Linked DNA regions of Mus musculus: region 2 is linked to region 1. The links are chromatin contacts, called in public HiChIP or PLAC-seq maps. All regions are on one chromosome and are shown on one strand. The core of a region is the stretch at or near the end of the contact, and the rest is flanking DNA. Distances in the headings are between cores, read along the strand shown. Region 1 overlaps Tbc1d31 (TBC1 domain family, member 31). Region 2 holds the start of Atad2 (ATPase family, AAA domain containing 2).

Region 1 (3,696 bases), core at 177-2,676:
CCATCACCGCCCAGCTTACAATTTGTTTTTTACTCAATAGTCACGCATATCTGGTGGCTGCCATGCAGTCTGTGGTTGAGGTAATAATCCTTGTGTGTTGTAAATATTTTCAGCTGGTCTTTACCTATTGCCTATTAGAAATGTCCATAGTGTCATATCTTGATTTTAGAATTATTTAGAAGGCAGGTGGTTGTGACCCTCCAGGCCTACAGTGTTTGCTATCTGGTGCTCAGTAGAAAAGGTTTCCAGCCCAGAGCCTGTCTGGAAACGGACTGTAAGGTTGAGTTAGGGACCACGCTTACCTCTGTCTAGAAGGCAGGCTGTTGTCCCGACACCATTTGTTGAGTATTGGCGAAGTCCCTTGCTGACTGAGGGTTACTGCTACATGGACAGGTCTGTATAGCCCATCTTCTCCCTTGCTTTGTTTGTCCGCAATGAGTCCAGTAGCTGGGAGCTTCTCACCTCATCGCCACTCATTGTTCTTCCTCTTTCTTTAACTCAGTATTCTCAAATATTTATATTCCCAACAGAGAATTTTATTTTTCTGAATCTTCTCTCTCATCCAATTGAAATTCTCATTAGTATATTAAATTTATGCATTAATTTTGAAAGCTTAAAATCTAGTTTTGATAAAATACTAAATTTTAACTCTTGTAAAGGATTTAATTTAATACTTCTTGCTTTGTTTAAGGCTAATTAATTTTAATTGGCTTTTATAAGCTACAATTCTTTTAAATTACCTCACTAGTGAATCAAGTTAATAGCCTTGTATTCTTAACAAAAAGTGTGTGTTCTTTCCCAAAAGTGATCCACGTTCAGAACTCAGGTGTCATTATCCCAGATCCTCTTGACATACAGTAAGGCATCCTGATTCTTCTCAGTAGCATGGAGAGGCCCCTGCATAGCCCAGACTGCCCCAACTCCAGCAGGGACATGTGCACGTGACTGTGGACATTGCTCACAAACTCATGTGATCTTTTTTTATAGCTGCTTATCTCTGAAAATTCATAATCAAGTTAGCTCTGTGCCTGGATCCCCAACAGAGTGGGGTGGTGTGCCCAGCTTTGCCTTCCCTCTGTGTCCCCAGGACTCTGGCTGTAGCCTTCCCCTCTGTGTCCCCAGGACTCTGGCTGCAGCCTTCCCCTCTGTGTCCCCAGGACTCTGGCTGCAGCCTTCCCCTCTGTGTCCCCAGGACTCTGGCTGCAGCCTTCCCCTCTGTGTCCCCAGGACTCTGGCTGTAGCCTTCCCCTCTGTGCCCCCAGGACTCTGGCTGCAGCCTTCCCCTCTGTGTCCCCAGGACTCTGGCTGCAGCCTTCCCCTCTGTGTCCCCAGGACTCTGGCTGCACACTCAGACCTCACCTTAGCTAGCGTTTCCCCATACCTTCCGCATAGTCGGTTACAGACCATTTATCTTACCCCTTGAATGTGAGTCTGCGTCCCACTGTGCCCTCATTTTACGCCTCTTCCCTTACAAGTAGTTCCTAGTGCGCTGTCAACAGTGGAAATGCTCGGTAGTGACTAAGCAGTGACTCAGTCCTTCAGTGCTTGCCAGAAGAATCAATGAGGATAGGTAATTGATCGTAGTTTTGTTTTCCAAATCCACACCATTTACTTGATTCCCACCCCTGAAACACCTGGGTCTGTAGGCAGCCAGAGGCTTAGGAAGATTCTGTGGGGAGTGCCTCACCCAGCCCGCCTTAGAGCTGTGGGGACAGCAAGCTCCCGGTAAACACTCCACACAGAGAGTAGACTAACAATCAGCTCACAGGAAACTTCAATGTAGAAGAAGTTCAGAGCTTCATTTTTAATTGAACATGTTACTTTAATAAGAATAAACATTGTTTGTCTGCAGCCCAACTTCCAGTCGCCTGGTTTTCTGGAGCTGGGAGCTGGTTACCGTAACGGGGACAAGCTGCCACCTGCTCATCAGTCTGTCTCCATGGGCATATGGCGGTTGGGCCTGCTGTTTAAAAAACATAAGCTTAACCCATCTTAGCCCTGGATTCCAAGAGAGCACTGCCGTGCTGCCAGTTAGTCAGTTTCCAACCCAGTTCTACTTGTTGTGTTGGTAGTGCTCTGTGGGTGTCGGGTTACAAGATCACTGCACCTATTAAAGATTATGCTGTGAGGTCCTGACAGTCTGTGCTTCATCCATAGGTACAAATGAGAGATCAAGAAATCGCTGCCACAGCCAAGGACCTGGAAATAAGGCAGCTGGAACTCGAAGCACAAAAGCGACTTTATGAGAAGGTAGAAAGCAGCTCTCTCTGAAGGGAGGAAAGCGCTGCCCTTCAGCTGACCTGTGGACAAGGCTGGACCCCCTTGTGGTTTCTAGTATTCATTCTCTTTATCCTTTATGCAGAATATCGTGTAACTTAGCAAATGGCAGAATGCATATGTGTAATGCTTCGACTCCTGGTTCCCCAACAGTGTGGCCACATTTCCACGGTACCAGATTGAGCCCAAGTTTTGCCTCAAGATCTCACTCTTGCTGTTTGCTGAGCTCCCCTGTGTTTGTGTGACAGTGATTGAAAACACCCCTTTCCACCTGCTCAGTATCAGACTCCAGAACCCTCCCAAACCTGAAGTGCTGAGTGCTGAGTGCTCATATAGGAAGTGCTGAGTGCTGAGTGCTCACATAGGAAGTGCTGAGTGCTCACATAGGAAGATTCCCTGAACCTTTGGGTTTGAAGGAGCACAAAGCAAGAAATGGGAACTGCTTTAACCTAGAATTATCTAGAGTTAAGTCAGCAAACGTAGAGTTAAGGTATATATTTTATCATTGAAAGGAGCTGTTAATGCAAGTTTTTATTTGAGAAAAACATTTTGTTACTAAAGAGTATTTTGCAATTCTCTTTCTGGATGGCTGTAGATCTTCATAGTCAGCCTGTGTGGTAGCTGCCATTGAACCATACCTTATTTAAACATAAATGTTTGGGCTGGAGAGACAGCTGAGTGGTTAAGAGGCCTGACTGGTCTTCCCGAGGACACAGATTCAGTTCCCAGCACATACACAGCACCTACAAACCATCCGCACCTCCAGCTCCCTCCCGAGTGGAAGGACGGGTAATCTAGTGCCCTCTTCTGCCTCTGCAGGCTCTGTGTGTACACATGTGGTGTACATGAATACATGCAAGCAAAACACCTATACACATAACTAACAGTAATAAGTCTTAAATGTAAATGATTTATAATTTTTAGCAATAAACATCTTTATATATGTACCTTTTCTGCATGTAATTGAAAATGTTTTTAGCTAATTATTAATTAAGCTGTTCATAGGTCACTAGAAAAATAATAATTAAAAAAAAAATCTCCAAATCAAGAAGTAAGTCCAGGGGCCTGATCAATGGCACAGTGGTTAAGAGCACCCACATGGTCTCACTGCCATCTGTAACCCCAGCTCCAGGGCTCCAACCCTCTCTTCTGGCCTCCATGGGCATTGTATACACAAGGTTCACACACATACCTGCAAGCAGAATGCTCATGCACATAAAATAAAAATGTCTTAAAGAAAGAACTCCTGGGGGCTGGATTTTCATCGTTTAGTTTTAACACTAAGTAGCGTAGTGGTTGAGAGCATGGCTACCCTGCAGAGGACCAGAGTGAGGCTCTCAGCAGCCATGCCAGCTATCAGGTGGCTCACAACTATCTGTAACTCCAGTTCCAGGACATCTGAGGACACCTGCACTTCAC
Region 2 (3,588 bases), core at 487-2,986, 180 kb after region 1:
GCGCCACCACGCCTGGCTGAGAGTTAAGTTTTTGAAACATACATTTTTACTTACATGGGACTAAATATAAAGCCCCCAGTTTATAAAACTTTTCAAATACAAAGCTATTTTATGCTTGGTATAGATGGTGTTTTGTAATATGAATCTGTCGTCCTTGAGGAAAATCCGATATAACACCCCTAATTAGCCTCTAATTAGAAGCTCTACAAAAATACCTTGATTTATAGAAGGGAGGACTTCATTTCAAAAATATAAGCCGGGTGTGGTGACGCACGCCTTTGATACCAGCACTCAGGAGGCAGAAGCAAGCGGATTTCTGAGTTCGAGGCCAGCCTGGTCTACAAAGTGAGTTCCAGGACAGCCAGGGCTACACAGAGAAACCCTGTCTCAAAAAAAAAAAAAAAAAAAAAAAAAAAAAAAAAAAAACCAAACCAAAACAAAGCAAACAAACGAAGACTGTTTCATCCCAGTCCCCAAGGAAGCTACGTCTGTCTACAAGTGATTCACTTTATATAGTGCCAATACAAGATTAGGGTTGTCTGAACTAAGTGGACACTGCTGTGTCACTCCCAGCGCAGCGCTCCTGATCAGACTTCCAGTCTCCTGACCAGCTACGCGTCTGTTTTCCTACTCCCTCACTGCAACCGGACCATCACTACCGGTTTCGGAAACTTTAGTGTTTCTTCCTCAACCTCAACCTTTTTGGTGAACGCTGTCCCCGCTGTCCCCCTTCCACCACCGCCGAAGCCGGGCGATGTGTAATCTCTCCGCACTGGTCCCAGTGATGGGCAAGAAGCATTTGCAAACCTCCCACTACAGAGACTGTAAATGCAGCATGAAGCTGCCAGAAAAGGAAAGCTGTGGGAGGCACAAAAAACCGAAGTTCCAATTCCAGAACTGTCTACCACTCTCTGTTTACCTTTCTGGAGCCCATGTCTTCATCTGTCACACCGATAACCACCAACCAGAAGGTCCTCTAAGGCTTGTCAAGAGACTTAAAGTGCAACCACGCAATGTCGCCGTTCGTCCCTCCATATTATGCAACCTGATATTTTACTTCGCTTGAGTCTCACGATGGAACCTCCCTGGACCGTACATGGAGGTCAGTGGACTCTTTACTGTCTGGGCCCACAACTCAAGATGCTCCCGTGCACGCGCTCCAGCAGTCAGGGGGTTCGCACTCCCCTGACTGACGCGACCCGGGGAAGGAACCGGGAAGGAGGTGATGGGGGGAGCACAAGGTCGGCCCAAAGCTCCTCCGCTCGGCCCTACGCAGCGCTTCGGCTCTAGGTTTCCTCTTGCGTAGAAAGAGGTGGCGACCAACTTGCTCTGCCCGCTTCCAGCCAGTTCTGTCTTTCCAGAACCTTCCACCTCGCTGGTCCACGACAGCCCACTACCCCAGAGCGGGGCGCGCGTCTCCAACCCGGGGCCCAAAGCTCCCCGCCCTAGGTCGGTACTCACGCCCGCCGCCTTGGACGCCGTCGATTTCCTCCCGGCTCGGCGCAATCTGGGCCGCCTCCCGCCGCTGTCCTGCAGGCTGAGGAACTCACTGGACAGGTCCAGAGAGTCGGTGGCCGAGGAGGTGGTGGAGCGACTGTGCAGCTCCAGGCTGCTGCGGAGGACCACCATGGTGCCCCGCTTGCAGAAGCCGGAACCCGAGGCGGGGGAAGTGGAGAACCTGGCTCCGGAGGAGGCTGCTCAGGCGCTCACGCGCTCTGAATTCTGGCGCCACAAACTGCGCGCCCAGCGGCCGCAGCGTACGCGCGCCGAATCCCTCCGCCGCCGGCCACGCCTCCTGACCCCACCCCCAGATCGACGAACCCGAAATTCTCCTCCAATCCGAAGAGCGCGGGAACCGGAGCCGACGCGAACCGAGGCGCCAGCGAACCGCGTCGAGCCCCCTCACAGGAATTTGCGACGTCGTTCTTCCAGCTGTAGTTCCGGCTCTCCGCCCTCAGTGGAAGGAGACGGAGAGAGCGGTGCAGCGTCTTGTTTGGAATTTTGGCGCGTGGAGGCGGAAGGGCCCTTTGGCTCCCTGCCGGCGGCTTCCCGCCATCTAGGCTTCAAACGCCAGAAAAAAAAGGTCCTTAAACCAAGCACTTTGCCTCCGATAGGTTTGACTTTGAGACTTGAAGAGGTTTTTATTGATGAACTAACAAAAATAAACTGCACGAAAGAAAGAAAATATAATGGTCCTTAAAGACAGCTAAAAGAACTGGCAACAGCTATTGGGATAGAATGAGTCATATAAACTTACCCGGGATTAAAAAAAAAAAAAGCTAACTTGTAAAGTAATTACGACATAAAGTTAATGGCCAGTCACCTTATAAATGATCAAATTCTTTCCTGTGCTCAGAATGGTTTGTAGTCGTGCTAGGTACAAATGTAATTCATTTACAGAGACAAGCTTTTGCTGTGTCTATTTTGTCAAGGTTAAGCGTAAAAAAAGTAATTAAATGCAACATTTTTTTTTTAATTAGGGGTATACATAATAGATTATATGATGGCTCTCAAACCCCTCAAAGAGATCTGCTGACTGACATTTTTATTTTATTTATTTACTTATTTATTTATTTTTTTTTTGTTTTGTTTTGTTTTTCGGGACAGGGTTTCTCTGTATAACCCTGGCTGTCCTGGAACTCACTCTGTAGACCAGGCTTGGCCTCGAACTCAGAAATCTGCCTGTCTCTGCCTCCCAAGTGCTGGGATTAAAGGCGTGTGCCACCACGCCCGGCTTCTGACTGACATTTTAAGGTGTTTCATGAAAATGGCTTCCCCCGGCAGACAATACCAGCTCTGCTAGCCTCAGCTGAGGAAGATGAGCAGTAACAGACTCCACCTGGACCTGCTTCCCAGATGCTAACTGGCCACTTGGCAAAGAACTACCCCATCCCTCACCCACTGCCAGAGCCCAGTCCAAACTGTGGACACGGGTTGACTGCTCTACCCTGCCTTGCAAAGGTACCTCAGCTCCCCAGAATTCCTCCTCCGCAGAAAAATCTCTCAGACCTTCTGGGTCTGACATAAGGCCGATGATAGGACCCTCTGTGGCAGCTGGTGGTGGAAGACTGACAACCTCTGCCCCAAACAAAGCCATCAAGATCACCATGGAGTAGCCCAGGGTGGCTGTCTACGTAACAGATAAATCACCTCTGTCATTCTTAATTGATACAGAGGCCATTTGGCATTAAAAATAAATAAATAAAAAGCTTTGTTAAACAAGAGATATAAATGTCCCAATTCAATAGGAACAGATTCCATTGAACTTCTAACCTTTCCAGCCCTGGCCCATTTTGATTTGAGGTACTCTCTTAATAAACAGTTTCTGTAGCTGGCAGTGGTGGTTCATTCACGCCTTTAATCCCAGCACTCAGGAGGCAGAGGCAGGTGGATCTCATGAGTAGTAGGCCAGCCTGGTTTATAAGACTACACACAAAAAAAACTTTTTTCTAAAACAAAACGTGTGTATGTATGTATGTAGTAGCAGTTTCTGTTTCTACCACTATCCACATATCCCTGTCTCAATTCTTTGTTCTGAGGCAGAAGAAACTGGAGATCCCAGTGGGCATTTAGTTGGACCTTGATATT

Evidence for each region. HiChIP or PLAC-seq counts read pairs in DNA pulled down with a chosen protein or histone mark.
Region 2: a FOXA1 HiChIP or PLAC-seq map of pancreatic cancer cells shows a contact between it and region 1. The contact joins the promoter of Atad2 here to the enhancer-like site in region 1. A contact is called at or near these places in 3 of 39 promoter capture datasets (the 3T3-L1 cell line, cranial neural crest and hippocampal neurons), 6 of 484 Hi-C or Micro-C datasets (the C2C12 cell line, the G1E-ER4 cell line, bone marrow-derived macrophages and 3 more), 1 of 115 datasets of contacts at active chromatin or transcription factors (pancreatic cancer cells) and 1 of 9 other capture datasets (adipose tissue).

Annotation. Positions count from the first base shown.
Region 1 is chr15:57,956,180-57,959,875 of GRCm38.p6, forward strand. Tbc1d31 (TBC1 domain family, member 31) reads left to right here. Exons shown (of 21, transcript NM_001081396.2): 17 at 2,158-2,250. Among named protein-coding and RNA genes, the nearest start is that of n-TMcat16, 18 kb to the right of the region's middle. Within about 2 kb of position 1,427, at least 24 of the 459 cell types and tissues checked have an H3K27ac peak or open chromatin away from gene starts, as enhancers often do. A contact at or near this core is called in pancreatic cancer cells, where this site is marked.
Region 2 is chr15:58,133,346-58,136,933 of GRCm38.p6, forward strand. It overlaps Atad2 (ATPase family, AAA domain containing 2), which reads right to left and starts at 1,737. Exons shown (of 28, transcript NM_027435.2): 1 at 1,462-1,737. The coding sequence starts at 1,629.